Linked DNA regions of Mus musculus: region 1 is linked to region 2. Evidence: chromatin contacts called from public Hi-C data. All regions are on one chromosome and are shown on one strand. The core of a region is the stretch at or near the end of the contact, and the rest is flanking DNA. Distances in the headings are between cores, read along the strand shown.

Region 1 (6,816 bases), core at 1,589-4,088, 120 kb after region 2:
TTTTTGAGACAGAGTTTCTCTGTGTAGCCTTGGCTGTTCTAGAACTCTCTGTTGACCAGGTTGGCCTCAAACCCAGAGATATACCTGGCTCTGCGCCTCCCTAGTGCTGGGATTTAGAAATACACCACCACTGCTAGGCTTTTAAGAACGATTGATTGATTGATTGATTGATTGATTGGGGTGTTTTGCCTGCTTGTATATCTGCACACCAGAAGAGGTAATTAGATCCCATGAGTATAGTTAGAGATGGCTGTGAGCCATGTGGGTGCTGAGATTTGAACTCAAGATCTCTGGAAAGACAGCCACTGTTCTTAACCAGCCCCTGGGATTCTTCATTTTTGGTTCTAGAAGCAGAGATTATAGTATGAGTGTCCAGTCCAGGCCTCAGATATGTTTTATTGGCCTAAGAAATACAGGAATTAAAAGTTAAATAAATAAAAATGGCTTTTTATGGGGTGTATACGGGAGCATTTTATTACCAATTGCCACTTAAGCTCTTTTTTTAAATAAAAGGCCAGTTTTTAAAATCTGTATCCTTTGCCTTTTCTGTTTAACTACATCATGGTGTTCATTGATGACCTAAGGCCAAAGAGGGATAATTAAACATACTAGATTTTCTTTGTTTTAGAAAATCAGTTCAGACACGATTGGAGATGAAGGATTCTTTGACTTGCTAAGGCGATTTCAGAGCAACAGGATGGATGACCAGAGGTGCCACTTACAAGGAAACTGTCGCACAACATCCACAGCAGCTGCTTCTGCTACCCCCAAGTTGATGAAAGGTAAGCCTTCTTTGCTCTCCTTCAGTTTCGGTTCATCTTATGTATCTGAGGCATAGCCCAGGCTAGCCCATTAGGTAGCAAGCAGTAGGCCCTTCATCTGCAACACACACAAAGTCAGATCATGAGACATTTCATATCTGAAATTTAAAAATCTAAACTATATTACTTATATTGTTACATTTCTCTACTATAAGATGATTTCTCCCATAGATTAAGATCGGCCAGTCTTTTGACTTCACTAAATGATTCCCATCCTGAACATGGAAGGAACAAAGGAACTTATAAAGGAAAAGACAACTGTTTAGTCGCGTTCCTCCCCACTCTGCTGGGGAAGGCCACACAGCAGCAGTGCCCTGCAGGAGAGGAAAGCTAGGTGCATGCGAGTTATGTGCAGATAGAAATCTCAACACGTTTGTAACATTTCGGTGTTATTCTTTCCTGTCCGTAGCACCGTCTGTCTCTGTGGTGTCCCCCAACACAGATGAGTTCTTAGATCTTCTTGCTAGCTCACAGAGCCGCCGTCTGGATGACCAGAGGGCCAGTTTCAGTAATTTGCCAGGGCTCCGCCTGACAAAAGGCAACAGTCCATCTGTACTTGAGCGCCTGATGACAAATGACAAGAAAGAGCCTGATGAAGACTTCTTCGACATCCTTGTAAAGTGCCAGGTAAGTGCATTCTGTGGAGTGGCCTGGGCTGCTGTTGGTGGCCTGTGCTGCTGTTGGTGGCCTGTGCTGCTGTTGGTGGCCTGTGCTGCTGTTGGTGGCCTGTGCTGCTGTTGGTGGCCTGTGCTGCTGTTGGGTGCTGGCCTTTAGGGAGGTGCCAAGACACCACTCAAGGGGTGGGAAAACGCAGCCTAGGATATGGGAGGCCAAAGCTTGGGGTTCCTTGACTCCTGGGTATCCAGTCACTGCTGGGAAACTGCAGAAAAGCTGGGAATGAAGTCCTCAGGCCACGAAGAGGCTGGCCAGGACTGGATGCTCCCAAACTCTTGGACATCCAGGCGCTGCTGGATCTCAAGGGTTAGAAACAGAATTGGAGGCCTGCAGGCTGAGGATGCTGAGGGTGGGAGCTCCAGCTTAGTTCACTGGTGAAAGTCCTTAGCTTAGCAGTGGTTGTCTGGGAGCACAGAGGCCTTCTGCAGGATGTGGCTTGGTATCAAAGGCTTTCTCCATGCTCCCCACAGCAGATAGACAGTCCACGTTTATCCATGTTTATTGACTGTTCAGTGTGGAAAATGGGTACATACCGTACCAAACCAACTCCTCAGGGTGGGCCAGAAATTAAATACCTTTTGCAAGGAGGAGTGTCTAGGGAGGGAAGCCTATTGGGTAAACCCTCAGGGTCTCTAGGTACCTCATTAGCATGGAGAACTGTTTTGGTTCACGTGTGAGAGGTGTGGCACATGTTCTAGGCCAGGAATCCAATAGGGAGGAGGGACACCCCTACAGTCTCAGGTAGGTGCCTGGGTGTTGGGGACTCTGAACCCGCTCAACCATCCCACGTTTCCTGGCATGGTCTACTGTCCCACAGGGCTCTTTGTGGATCAGGCATTATTTACTTGCCTGTCATTCAGAAGGCCACTAAATGCCTTTGTTACAGGGACGATTTGGGGCACCAGGATGCTCTTGCATCATGCATCTAAGTGGAAAGTCAAAAGTGTGTACAAAGAGCAAGCGACCAAGCCCGCTCAGTCAACAGGTTCTCCAGCGCGGGAGTGAGGATTAAAAAGAAAAAAAGACAGTTTTGTAGCATGACCCCAGTCAATTCTGAGACTGAAGGCAAATTTAATTTTCCCAGTCCATTTTTTATACCATTTTAGTTACATGCAAGTATTAAGGGTGAGCAGTACAATAAGGAACTAGCAAGGCAGTGGGCAAAGTCCCGTGATACTCCCGTGACAGTTGTTTAAAAGAGCTTGTCAGAATGACCGAAATACTTGGGCCCACTTCCTTGTCCAAGCCCAAAATCTTGCCTGAAGCCTACTTCTTTTGTTGCACCCGAAGATTAAAATTCCTGCCTTACCCTACTTCCCCATTATAGCCTAAAGTTAGATTCTTGCAGAAACTTACTTCCTTAGCATATCCTAATGCCAGTTCCTGCCTGAGCTTATGTCCCTGTCATGGGCAATGTCAGATTCCTGCCTGAAGCCCATTTCCTTGTCCTTGGCCAGTGTCAGACTCCTGCCAAGCGGCACCCCAAAAGGCTCTCCACAGGCAAGCAAGAGACAGTGTGGCAGTGGTACTATGAAGAAAAAGTAAAGGTTGAAGGGCTAGTGGGTGGTCAGAATAGGTAGTGACTTGGGGAACATCTGTTTTGTATACAACTGCTGTTTTTTTAGGAAAAAAAACCCTCTGCTGGGCCGTGGTGGCACTCGCCTTTGATCCCAGCCCTTGAGAAGCTGAGGCAGGCAGATTTCTGAGTTTGAGGACAGCCAGGGCTACACAGAGAAACCCTGTCTCGAAAAACCAAAAAAAAATACAAAAAACAAAAACCAAAAAACCCTTCTGGGTTGCCATTTGAATCATTTGTGCAAACAGCTTCAAACATAGGCAGTAGATTATAATTTGTTGGCCCCCTGGCCTAGGCCATTCTAGAAACACATTATAAAGAGAAGATTTTAATTTTGAAACTGTCATACCTGACATTTTAGTGTCAAATCATTTGTGACCAGCTGTAGTAGTATAATATACTTACGAAGCCCATTTCTCCATACTACTTGCTTTAGTCCCATTCTATCAAGTTTCGGGTCTGAAGACAACTTTCTGAAAAAAGCTAAAAGAAATGCTTATGGATCTAACTTCGAACAGATGATACAGCTTGGCATTCTCCTTTCTGACTGTTATGTTTCAATTTGTCTCCATCTTTAGGGGTCAAGATTAGATGATCAAAGATGTGCTCCTCCATCTGCTGCCACTAAGGGGCCGACTGTCCCGGATGAGGACTTCTTTAGCCTCATCTTACGCTCTCAAGCTAAAAGAATGGATGAGCAGAGAGTTCTGCTGCAAAGAGATCCAAACAGAGACAGTGAGTTTGGACTAAAGGAACTTTTGCAAAATAACGCTTTGTTGGAATTTAAGCATTCGGGAAAATAACTAGCAAACCACAGGATGGTGTGGTAACCTACTGAAGAAAAGGACTGGTCCCCTCAGGACACTGCAGGGAGCTCGCCACTGTAGCAGTCACCACATTTTTAGGGTGTGAATGTTGAGTACTGAGGGACTGACATTCTTCTGTCTCAGGGCAGAACGTCCTGTAAGGTGCTCCGTCAGCTTAACTGACCTTGAGATTCTGTGTGCGTGACTAGATTCCTTGGCTAGGGTTTGTGTAATAGGGATTTAAATGACTCCTACATTAGAACTCAGTCTTTTCTTACAGAGGCCATCTTTAAGGAGCTAGTTGACAGGGACTTTTTGTACCTGCCCATGAATATAGCAGATTGCATTGTTTATTGGAAATAATGTAAATGTCCTATGTAAAAAAGATGAAAATAGTCATAAAATTCTAGTTTAAGAAAACTATATTCAATATATTTTTAGGCAAAGCCAGTGAGGGAAATGAGAAATAAACTGCTTTTAGCATGCTCTGGGTTATCTGTCTCCTTTATTACATAACACAGTTATAAAGTAGCACAAGGCCTACTTTTAGGAGATGTACTGTTAGGAAAACTACATAGGCAGAAAACTCACAGAAAGTACGCAAGGCTTAGTTAATGTTAGACCATGAGCCTTCATCTAACGAGTTTACGAGACAGTGATCTTCTGGCCCGCATTTGGTGCAGACACTTAGAAGAAAATTCACTAAGAAAGCAAAGACTGCACACCAGACCAAAATAATGTAAAAATAAGTGTTTATTTTGTGTTTACAATGGTTAAGCATTCAACAATTATTCTGTTTTAAAAAGTGCTTTAACAACTACCTACCCTGTTCTTTTCTTAAAAGCCAGTTACAATGTGCTTTAACCTCAGATAGTCACACTAATCACTTGAGACAAGCCGCTTCTCTTTTCTGCAATAAACTGGCCTTGATATCGTCACCTGTGTTAATCAAGTCTTCCCTGAATTGCTGTAGTCACTCAAGAACAGCAGGTTGCTTTGCTAGCTGTCAAGGTAGATTCCATCCCCAAATGGGCATCTGTAATGAGAAATACAAAGATGAGATTGTGAGTGCTTTGAAAGGGGGTCACTTTGGATGAAAGCCATCAGCAGTGCCCACAGTACTTCTTTCCTCTCTGTTAAAGGCGGCAGTTACTTCTCTTCAGAATTATACCAGTGCTCAAAGGACACTCCCTCCCCACCTTGGGCGTGCATTTACCGTTAGGGTGAGTGGGTCCCTCCCGTCCACAGAGAGAACTGCTTTGTACACAGATGGTCAGAGCCTGAATAAACTGCTGCTGTCCTCTCATGCATTCGTTACATGTCTGCTACGATACTGTCTTAATGCAAAATCCTTTTGTTTGGGGGAAGTTTTTACCTTCCTGATAAAATACTAAGGCATTTACTCTTCTCCTCTCTTCCCTCTGTCCATGCCCTCTCTCTCTCTCTCTCTCTCCCTCCCTCCCTTTCTCTCTGCCCCCACCCCTCTCAATGGCAATGTCTCTGGCCTCAATTTCCAATAAACCTGCCTTTAATATGATCTAATCTGAAAAAAAGAAAAAGGCATTTACAATGATAAACAAGAAAGTTATATTGGCATATAAAGTTGGTTTTTCAGATACTGAGGTAGGAAAAAAAAGGAGGATCACACATTTGTAGAAAGAAATCAAAAATCAACTGTTCAGACAAAATGTCCTTGTTGAAGCAGCCTGCCTGGTAATTAATTTCAAGACTTAATTCTTGAGCGGTCTCATCTGAATAAAATGTGCAGTGTAGATATGGTTGCAACAACAAAGGACACCTGCGTGCACAGAAAGAGTGCTAGCTAGGACGTGTACAAAATACATAAATTGCTTTTTTAAAGGTATAAAATGGAGAATGCACTTTAAAATCACCAACATAATGTTGACTCAAAAATGTTAATACATCTTGTTCTCTATCTACACCTCTCTGAAAACCAGAATTACATTTAGCCAAGACAGTATAGTAAACTGAATAGCATCAAAGCAACTGCACGATTCCAAACATGAAAATGGGGCTTTCTAAATCTGGTACTACATGGTAGAGAATAAAGCCATTCCCACAGTCACTGACAAAGTGTGAAACTCAAGTATCGCTAGAACCAGACCATCCAGGCTTGTCTTAGTAAGACCTAATGTAGAATGGATGACAAGGAGACAGGCCCCATAACCAGAAAGTCACGTCGTTCTGCAGGTAGCCTACATAAAAACACAGGTGCCTGACTCTGTGGCAGCAGCAGACCCAGCCTGCATTAAATACCCTGTTAGTAAACTAGGTTTCAGAGGACTTCTGTCAGCCAACACACTTTGATCAGTTGGCTCCTGCTTTGCTAGCTGTCATGTAGCAGTGTAGCCAAAGAAACATTTAATGTTAGTTAAACGCCTGATAGTATCAGCTCACTTAATGGTGTCTATCTGCTAAAGCAGTAACTTAAAAATGTAAATTTTATAAAACCTTGTTCTAAAATATGAGCTATATCCTAACAGCTAAGAGGTACTCTGATGGTCTGTAAAATTACTAATTTAAAGTTGGCAGCTTTGTAGTAAATTTGTAAGGAAGGATGAAGAGTCAATACAGACTTCAAAGATGGCTGGAGCTGTGGTTGCTCTGTGCATTGTTCTTTAGCCACATGGGCTGCTGACAGGTTCAGTCCCGTGTGCTGCCACTGCAGCTTCCTTGCTGGGTGGGCAGCCTCCTGGTGGGCTGCACTCGGAGTCTGTCTTCAGCTGGGCCTTGTCCACTGTGGGTGAGCTTTTGCCAGCGCTGGGAACTTGGCCAGAGACATCCTTGGCAGACTGGCTGTATTCTGTCGGGGTGCTTTCTCCTGGGAGTTCACCAGTCTCAAGGTTTGTGTTCATAATGGGTGATTTATGCTTTAAAATATAGAATTATATTAACTATTTAGTAAAATGTAAAGTTT
Region 2 (6,768 bases), core at 3,969-6,468:
ATATAGAATGCATGTTGCATGCAGTACTAACTATTCTGATAGCCACACTACAAAGTTAAAAAGAAGCGCAAGTGATTGCGGTGATAAATCTAACCTAACCCAATGTGTTCACACTATTGTTTGAACATGTGCTTAATATTAAAGGTGTTGATGAGGTATTTTCTGTTCTTTCACAAATCTTCAGAAGTCCATTGTTTTGCACCCAGAGCCCATCCTGACTCCGATGGAGCACATCAGAAGTGCGCAGACTCTCATTCTTAGTGGTGACCTTAGTGTCTAGCTCAGGTCCACATGACTTTCTCTCCCGCTGATTGCTTTATGACCTTTTATGTTTTGTGAAATGAATACTTTGCATCTAACGTTCCCATCTCCTGTGAAATACCATCTGTCCCACCAAAATCTGACAGTTTAATAGTAGATACTCCTATCGGGAAAGCAAGCATGGATTGTAGAGCACTGTCTGCATTTTACTGTCCTTAGGACCTGGCACTTGGAACAGATGCTGAAGGCCAGCGGGTGAAGGACTCCATGCTGGTGCTCCTCCCAGTGCTGCTCAACAAAAACCATGACAACTGCGACAAAATACGGGCAGTCCTGCTCTACATCTTCGGGATTAATGGTAATGGAGTGTGCGCCTACTCGGTCCCAAGACTGCATTAAAGTCCTAGCTCTAAGATCACTCAGCGTAGTCACACTTTACATTCAGTTGGTATAAATTATTTTTGTGTGTGTGGTGGGAATGGTACGGTATGTGTCACAGCCTGTGACCGGAGGTGATTTTATTTCCAGATTACAGCACCCACAGGCATGGCCAGTCCCCACGTGGTGTCTACTCTGTGATCTTGCGGTTCTGGTTACATTTTGAGTTTCCATTTTCTCCTTCACCATGTGGGTTTCAGGGATCAAACCCAGGCTGTCGGTCTTGGCAGAAAGCACTGTTAGCCTCTGAGCCATCTCCGTGCCCCACAAGTCACATTTTTATAACTAGCTTGTTACTACTCAACGTAAGGGAGTTGTGGAGACCTCAAAAGTAATGCTTAGTAAGGTGGAGATAACAGAACTGTCTTAGAAAGCTGAGAGAAGCCTGGAGGGATAGCATTCCTTTAAGCTTTAGTCCCTGTGTGAGTCCTTCAGTTCTAGAGTTGGTTTCCGTAGCAGGGATCTGACTGCATGCCTGTCTCACTTCCCTAAGGAACCACTGAAGAAAATCTGGACAGACTGATCCACAATGTAAAGATAGAAGATGATAGTGATATGATTCGTAACTGGAGCCACCTTGGTGTTCCCATTGTTCCCCCAGTAAGGAAGTGTGTGTGTCTCTGTGTCTGTCTGTCTGCCTCTGGCTGTGTGTCTGTATGTGTATCTGTCTGTCTGTCTTTGTGTGGGTGGGCATATATTAACTACTTTTGAAGTCAGACACACTGCCATTCCTCCATGAGGTCTCTGTAAACTACTTTTGTATATGAGAATCTTGACTTCATCTTACAGAATTGGATTATTAAGTAAGCAATTATGGTTTTTTTGTTTTGTTCTTGTTTACATTTTCTGAGACAAGGTTTCATGTAGTCTAGGCTGGCCTCAAACTTACTATGGGAACCAAGGATAACCTTGAACTCTGTCTTTACCTTTCAGTGATGGCTACAGTTGTGTGCTACCATGCCCAGTGTCTGTGTTGCTGGGAACTACTGGGCGAGCACTCTTACAGGAGCTGTGTGCCCAGCCCAGAGTTTTGTTTTCATATGTAACCTGAGTGCATAAAGTTTTCTAGTGGGTTTGTATTTTCTGGCGTCTACTGTAATTTGCTCCTTACACTTGTCTCTTTATGATTCATGTGTGCCAATGGTTGCATTTTACATGCAGCCTTTTCTACACACTGCTGAGGTACAACATGCTGTCCTGTGACCAGCATGTCCCAACCTTGTATGGTGCTTTTTTCTTTTTCTTTTTAAAAGTAGGCAGTTTTGCTGTAATTAAAGCTTTGTTAGAAAATATAATTATATTATTGAATGAAATTATTTGTCCCTTCAATTATATCAGTCCCAGCAAGCCAAACCACTGAGAAAGGATCGGTCTGCAGAAGAGACTTTTCAGCTTTCTCGATGGACACCTTTTATCAAAGATATCATGGAGGTAAACGTCCCAACCTGCCTGCTGACCCCTGAGCACCTCCTGCGGGTCATTCCTTCCACTTCGCTGTTTACCTGCCGCTGTGGCCTGGCTCTCAGGCCCTGCAGTGCTGGAAGGTCACACAAGATGTCTGGGTCTGCTGGGACTTTATAGGCAGAGACGCTTCTTAAAGTCTTAAGGACCTCAGAACAATTCTCCACTGTCTATGAATGAATGAATAAATAAATGAATGAATGAGCACATGCCTGCTTCATGAAAAGAGTCGCTGGGTGAATATGCTTTTAGTGCTGCGGGATCTTAAGAAAATAATATTAATTTGTAGGAATTATAAACTGAACTAATTTTAAAATTGCCTTAGGCGCTAAATGAAAAACATTTTTTCTAGCTTTCCTCTGACTAATTATAGTTCTAATTTCTACTTTCCTTTGTGTGCTAATAGTTTTACTAGTTTCCCAATTTTCAAAATTTTATGTCCTCGTCAAATACATGAGCATATTGGAAAAGTCCAAAGAACTTAGACTTTGTTTGCTGCACTGTAAGTCACCTCCCACCCCGGCAATGATTACAGAAGTAGTTATTTCTTTTCTTTTGTAAGATTTACTTTATGTATGTGAGTACACTGTTGCTTTCTTCAGAAATACCAGAAGAGGGCATCAGATCCCATTACAGATGTGAGCCACCATGTGGTTGCTGGGAATTGAACTTAGGACCTCTGGAAGAGCAGTCAGTTTTCTTAACCATTGAGCCACCTCTCCAGCCCCCCAAAATAGTTTTTCTTATGATTGTTTTTTAAATGAAAACCAACCTGTTTAAACCCTCTGACAAGGTTTGCATGTGAAACCCAGAGACTGCACTTGGATCTGTGGCTGACCTGGGCTGTTAGGTTTTCTCCTAACTTAAAACAGTGCTTCTTCCTCTGGCAATCGTACTAAAACCCTCCTGAGTTGCTTTTCCTTCTTGTGTCCACTTTTCACTACCTTTGTGCATCATCTATAAAGCAAGTTGATTGACTAATAAAAAGTGTAACTATAGTAAATTGTGAACATAACCCGTTGATTGACCAAACATATATTACTGTATTAATAAAGCATTCATAATCTGTTTATTCATCATAAACATATACAAAGGTCATAAAACATAGCCCTGAGAAAAGAAGGGTTTTTTTTTTTTTTAAACGTAGCAAACAGGAAAACATTCCATAATCATTGGACTGCCTTCAGTGTCTCGAGGTTAGGTGTGTGCATTCTGTTTTGAGGAAGTGCTATGAAGGACCATGGCCTGTGGTGCCATTGAGAAACCTCTCACTTCCCTAGAGCTGGACAGTCCTCAGCATTGCAGAACCTTCCAGTAAAGAAAGGCAGATCTCAAGTGCACGTTTAATATGTAGTATGTAAACTAGTACATTAGTTTTTAATTTGTTTTTATTATTTTAACTAGGCGTGTATATGTGTGGGCATGTGCACACGAGTGCAGGTGCTCACGGAAGCCAGAGGCATTGATGCCCTGGAGCTGGAGTTGAGGCAGTTGTGAGTGTCACTGTGTGGGTACTGGGACCTGAATTTCCGTCCTCCAGAGGAACAGTGATTCGCTTAACCACTGAGCCGTCTCTAGTCCTAGTGTATTGATTTCTACTGCAGTCAGTATTCATAGGTATAAAGAAGGGATAATCTTAATATTTATGCACCTTTAATGTTCATCAAGCTGTGTATAAAACAAATCCCTGAAATTTTCTTGATGGTGTTAATAATTTTCTTCCCTAGGATGCCATTGATAATAGATTAGATTCCAAAGAGTGGCCGTATTGTTCCCGGTGCCCAGCAGTGTGGAATGGCTCTGGAGCTGTGAGGTAAGCCTGTAAGGGGAAGCCACTGTGGTGGTTCGCTGGGATGCTATAGACCAATGGTTAGAATGCTGCTCAGCGCTCTCCTTGAACAAGGGCCCTTCCTGTGTGAAACATAGAGTAACATAAAAGGTAGTTTTTCTTCTATTGTAACCTAGTTAAATAAGTTCAGGAAGGCATACTTTATAATGCAGAATACTTTTATAAAATTGCATCACCTCCCACACAGCTTCTTTACAGCATAGTTGCTTCCTTCTCCCTCTGGTTTCTTCTTGTTTTTCTTTTCCTCTTTTCTTTTCTTTTCTCTTCTTTTCTTCTTCCTCTTCTCTCTCTCTCTCTCTCTCTTTCTTTCTGGAGGCAGGATCTCACTGTGTAGACAGCCAATCCTCTGAGTAACCACACCCAACTTGATTTAACCCTTTTGATAATTGTGTTAATTATTTTCAACTTCAGAGAGACTATGTTCTCGTGCATGCCCCTGCACTCAGAGCCCAGCTTAACAAATTAAATATAATCCAAGCTTTCTGGGTTTCAAGCTCTGAGGTTACTCTCCCTCTTTATCAGATCTGTCGTAGTTTAATCATTCTCTGCATGTCCCTACCTTTTCTGCCTGCCCTGTGTAATGTATTGAATTGTTCCTGTGTGTGGATGCACACATGACAGAGCATGTACGGAGGTCAGAAGACAACTTACAGGGAACAGTTCTCTCCCTCCCCCGAGCGGGCCCTGAACATTGAACTCAGGCGTGCAGCCACTCATGACCTATGTGGGGCTTTTTCTTGAGATTTGGCTTCTATCACATGGACTGTGCTATGTTGACACACAGGTCTCTCCTGTTTACTCTTCCTGGGGTTTGCTGTGTTGCCTGCATCTTCATCAGATAAACAGGGTTTGGGGTATTGTATTTCTGAGGTGTTTTGTTGTTTCTGGAGTCACTGGGGTTCTGTCTCTCCTCTCCCCTCCCCTCCCCTCCCTCCTCCCCTCCCCTCCCCTCCCTCCTCTCCTCCCCTCCCCTCTCCTCCCCTCCCCTCTCCTCCCCTTTCTCTTACCTGTTTATTGTAGTTCCTTCAAATGGCACAGCCGCTCGAGCTCATCTCTGACTCCATGTTTCATTGTGTGGCAGATTGGTTCTTGTAGTTTCCATTTCTGCTTTTGTTTTGTGGTTTGTGGTGCTGAAGGCAAAACCTAGGCAAGCACTGACTGCTGCTTCCTCACCAACTTTCCTATCGTTTCTGCTGAACCACAATCTTACATTCAGATAGATATAGATACATAGATATGATGTAGGTATAATCTGCTTTAAAGTCTTTGCTCAATCCAACCTCTACTTTTACAAAACTAAGTTTCTACCACACTGTTTCTTTCTATATCTACAACCTTTGATTGAAAACAGACCCTTTTAGCAACTCTGAGTTGCTTTCTGTGGTGAGTTTTCATGCTTAAGTCTGTTTCGTTTTCGATTTTTGAGACAGTTTCTCTGTGTAACCCTGGCTGTCCTAGAACTCACTCTGTAGATCAGGCTAGCTTTGAACTCAGAGATCTGCCTGCCTCTGTCGGCCTAGTGCTGGATATATGTAGGTTGGGGGAAGTATGTACATGTGTGTGCAGGTGTCCACAGAACCCAGAGATGTCTGGGTCCCCTGGGGTTGGAGTCACGGGTGTGAACCAGATCCTCTGCAAGAGCAATACTGACGCTCTAAGCCATCTCTCTAGCCCATCGTGGTAGCAATTTGTGTAGACTTAAACTGTTGGCTTTCTCTCTTGCTGTGAATGGCCACTTCAGTCTTTTGAGTTTTTCAGTTTTTCAGTTTGGCTTAGTGGTTGTTTGTGCCTGTGTAGTTGCAGTCAGCCAATTGTCTGGGCAGACATTGTCAGACACTTGAGGCATGTCCCTTCCATCCTCCACTGATCACTGAGGATTTAGGGATACACTGATCTTCCAGAGGACCCAGGTTCATCCCAGCACCCACAACCATCCGTAACTCCTGTCCCACAGGATCCAGCACCCTTCTCTGGCCTCCACAGGCCCTGCATGCACATGGTGCACAGCCTTACATGTAGGCAAAACACCCATACACAAAATAAAAATGTTTTAAAATTTTAAATATTAAAATAAAATGTTCGCTTTATAAATAAAAATACTAAGCCTAGACTGTGTGGTTTTTACTATACTTTTTGGAAATAAGGTTTTATATATGTCTCCTAGATCTAGCCTTGATCTTTTTCCTACTGTCTCACCACAAATAAAACTATGTGATCTATTCAAATTGAAATCTGAAAGGGGGGGGGGGTGTGCAGCCTTTGCCTAAATTACTGTAGGGAAAGCACCACGGTTAGATTGCTTCGTTATTGCTTCCAAAGGTGAGTTTGAGATGCACGCCGCGTGGCTTTGGGAGTGCTGACAGCATGTTTGCTTTGTGTTTTACTTTCTAGTGCTCGCCAGAAACCCAGAACTAACTACTTAGAGCTGGACCGGAAAAATGGGTCAAGGCTGATTATTTTTGTAATTGGAGGAATTACGTACTCTGAGATGCGGTGTGCTTATGAAGTTTCCCAGGCACATAAATCCTGTGAGGTTATTATTGGTAAGATTTTCATCTTTTTTGTTTGTTAATGTTTAAGGCAAGATTATGCATGGGAAAATTTAAGACTATTATTACATGCAGAAAAAGAATTAATTATAAAACATTTGTAAAATTGCCTGAAGGTTTTTTTTTCCTGGTTGGTATTTTAATACTCTTATTTTTAAATATTCCAATTTTAGGAGCTTAAGCTTGCTCCTTTAAAACTGTGTCTTCTGA

What was found. Hi-C and Micro-C count contacts between places; a contact is called where the count stands out from the background.
Region 1: a Hi-C map of bone marrow-derived macrophages shows a contact between it and region 2, with 28 read pairs. The contact joins two enhancer-like sites. A contact is called at or near these places in 6 of 484 Hi-C or Micro-C datasets (the C2C12 cell line, Th2 cells, bone marrow-derived macrophages and 3 more), 2 of 115 datasets of contacts at active chromatin or transcription factors (Th17 cells and bone marrow-derived macrophages) and 3 of 9 other capture datasets (adipose tissue, liver and pancreatic islet).

Annotation. Positions count from the first base shown.
Region 1 is chr3:108,676,638-108,683,453 of GRCm38.p6, reverse strand. It overlaps Gpsm2 (G-protein signalling modulator 2 (AGS3-like, C. elegans)), which reads left to right. Exons shown (of 15, transcript NM_029522.2): 13 at 629-782; 14 at 1,231-1,448; 15 at 3,651-4,816. The coding sequence ends at 3,875. It overlaps Clcc1 (chloride channel CLIC-like 1), which reads right to left. Exons shown (of 12, transcript NM_145543.2): 11 at 6,476-6,769; 12 at 4,614-4,914. The coding sequence ends at 6,518. Among named protein-coding and RNA genes, the nearest start is that of Clcc1, 26 kb to the right of the region's middle. Within about 2 kb of position 2,838, at least 7 of the 459 cell types and tissues checked have an H3K27ac peak or open chromatin away from gene starts, as enhancers often do. A contact at or near this core is called in bone marrow-derived macrophages, where this site is marked.
Region 2 is chr3:108,794,586-108,801,353 of GRCm38.p6, reverse strand. It overlaps Stxbp3 (syntaxin binding protein 3), which reads left to right. Exons shown (of 19, transcript NM_011504.1): 14 at 481-619; 15 at 1,193-1,299; 16 at 2,038-2,130; 17 at 3,888-3,973; 18 at 6,401-6,552. Among named protein-coding and RNA genes, the nearest start is that of Stxbp3, 43 kb to the left of the region's middle. Within about 2 kb of position 5,218, at least 80 of the 459 cell types and tissues checked have an H3K27ac peak or open chromatin away from gene starts, as enhancers often do. A contact at or near this core is called in bone marrow-derived macrophages, where this site is marked.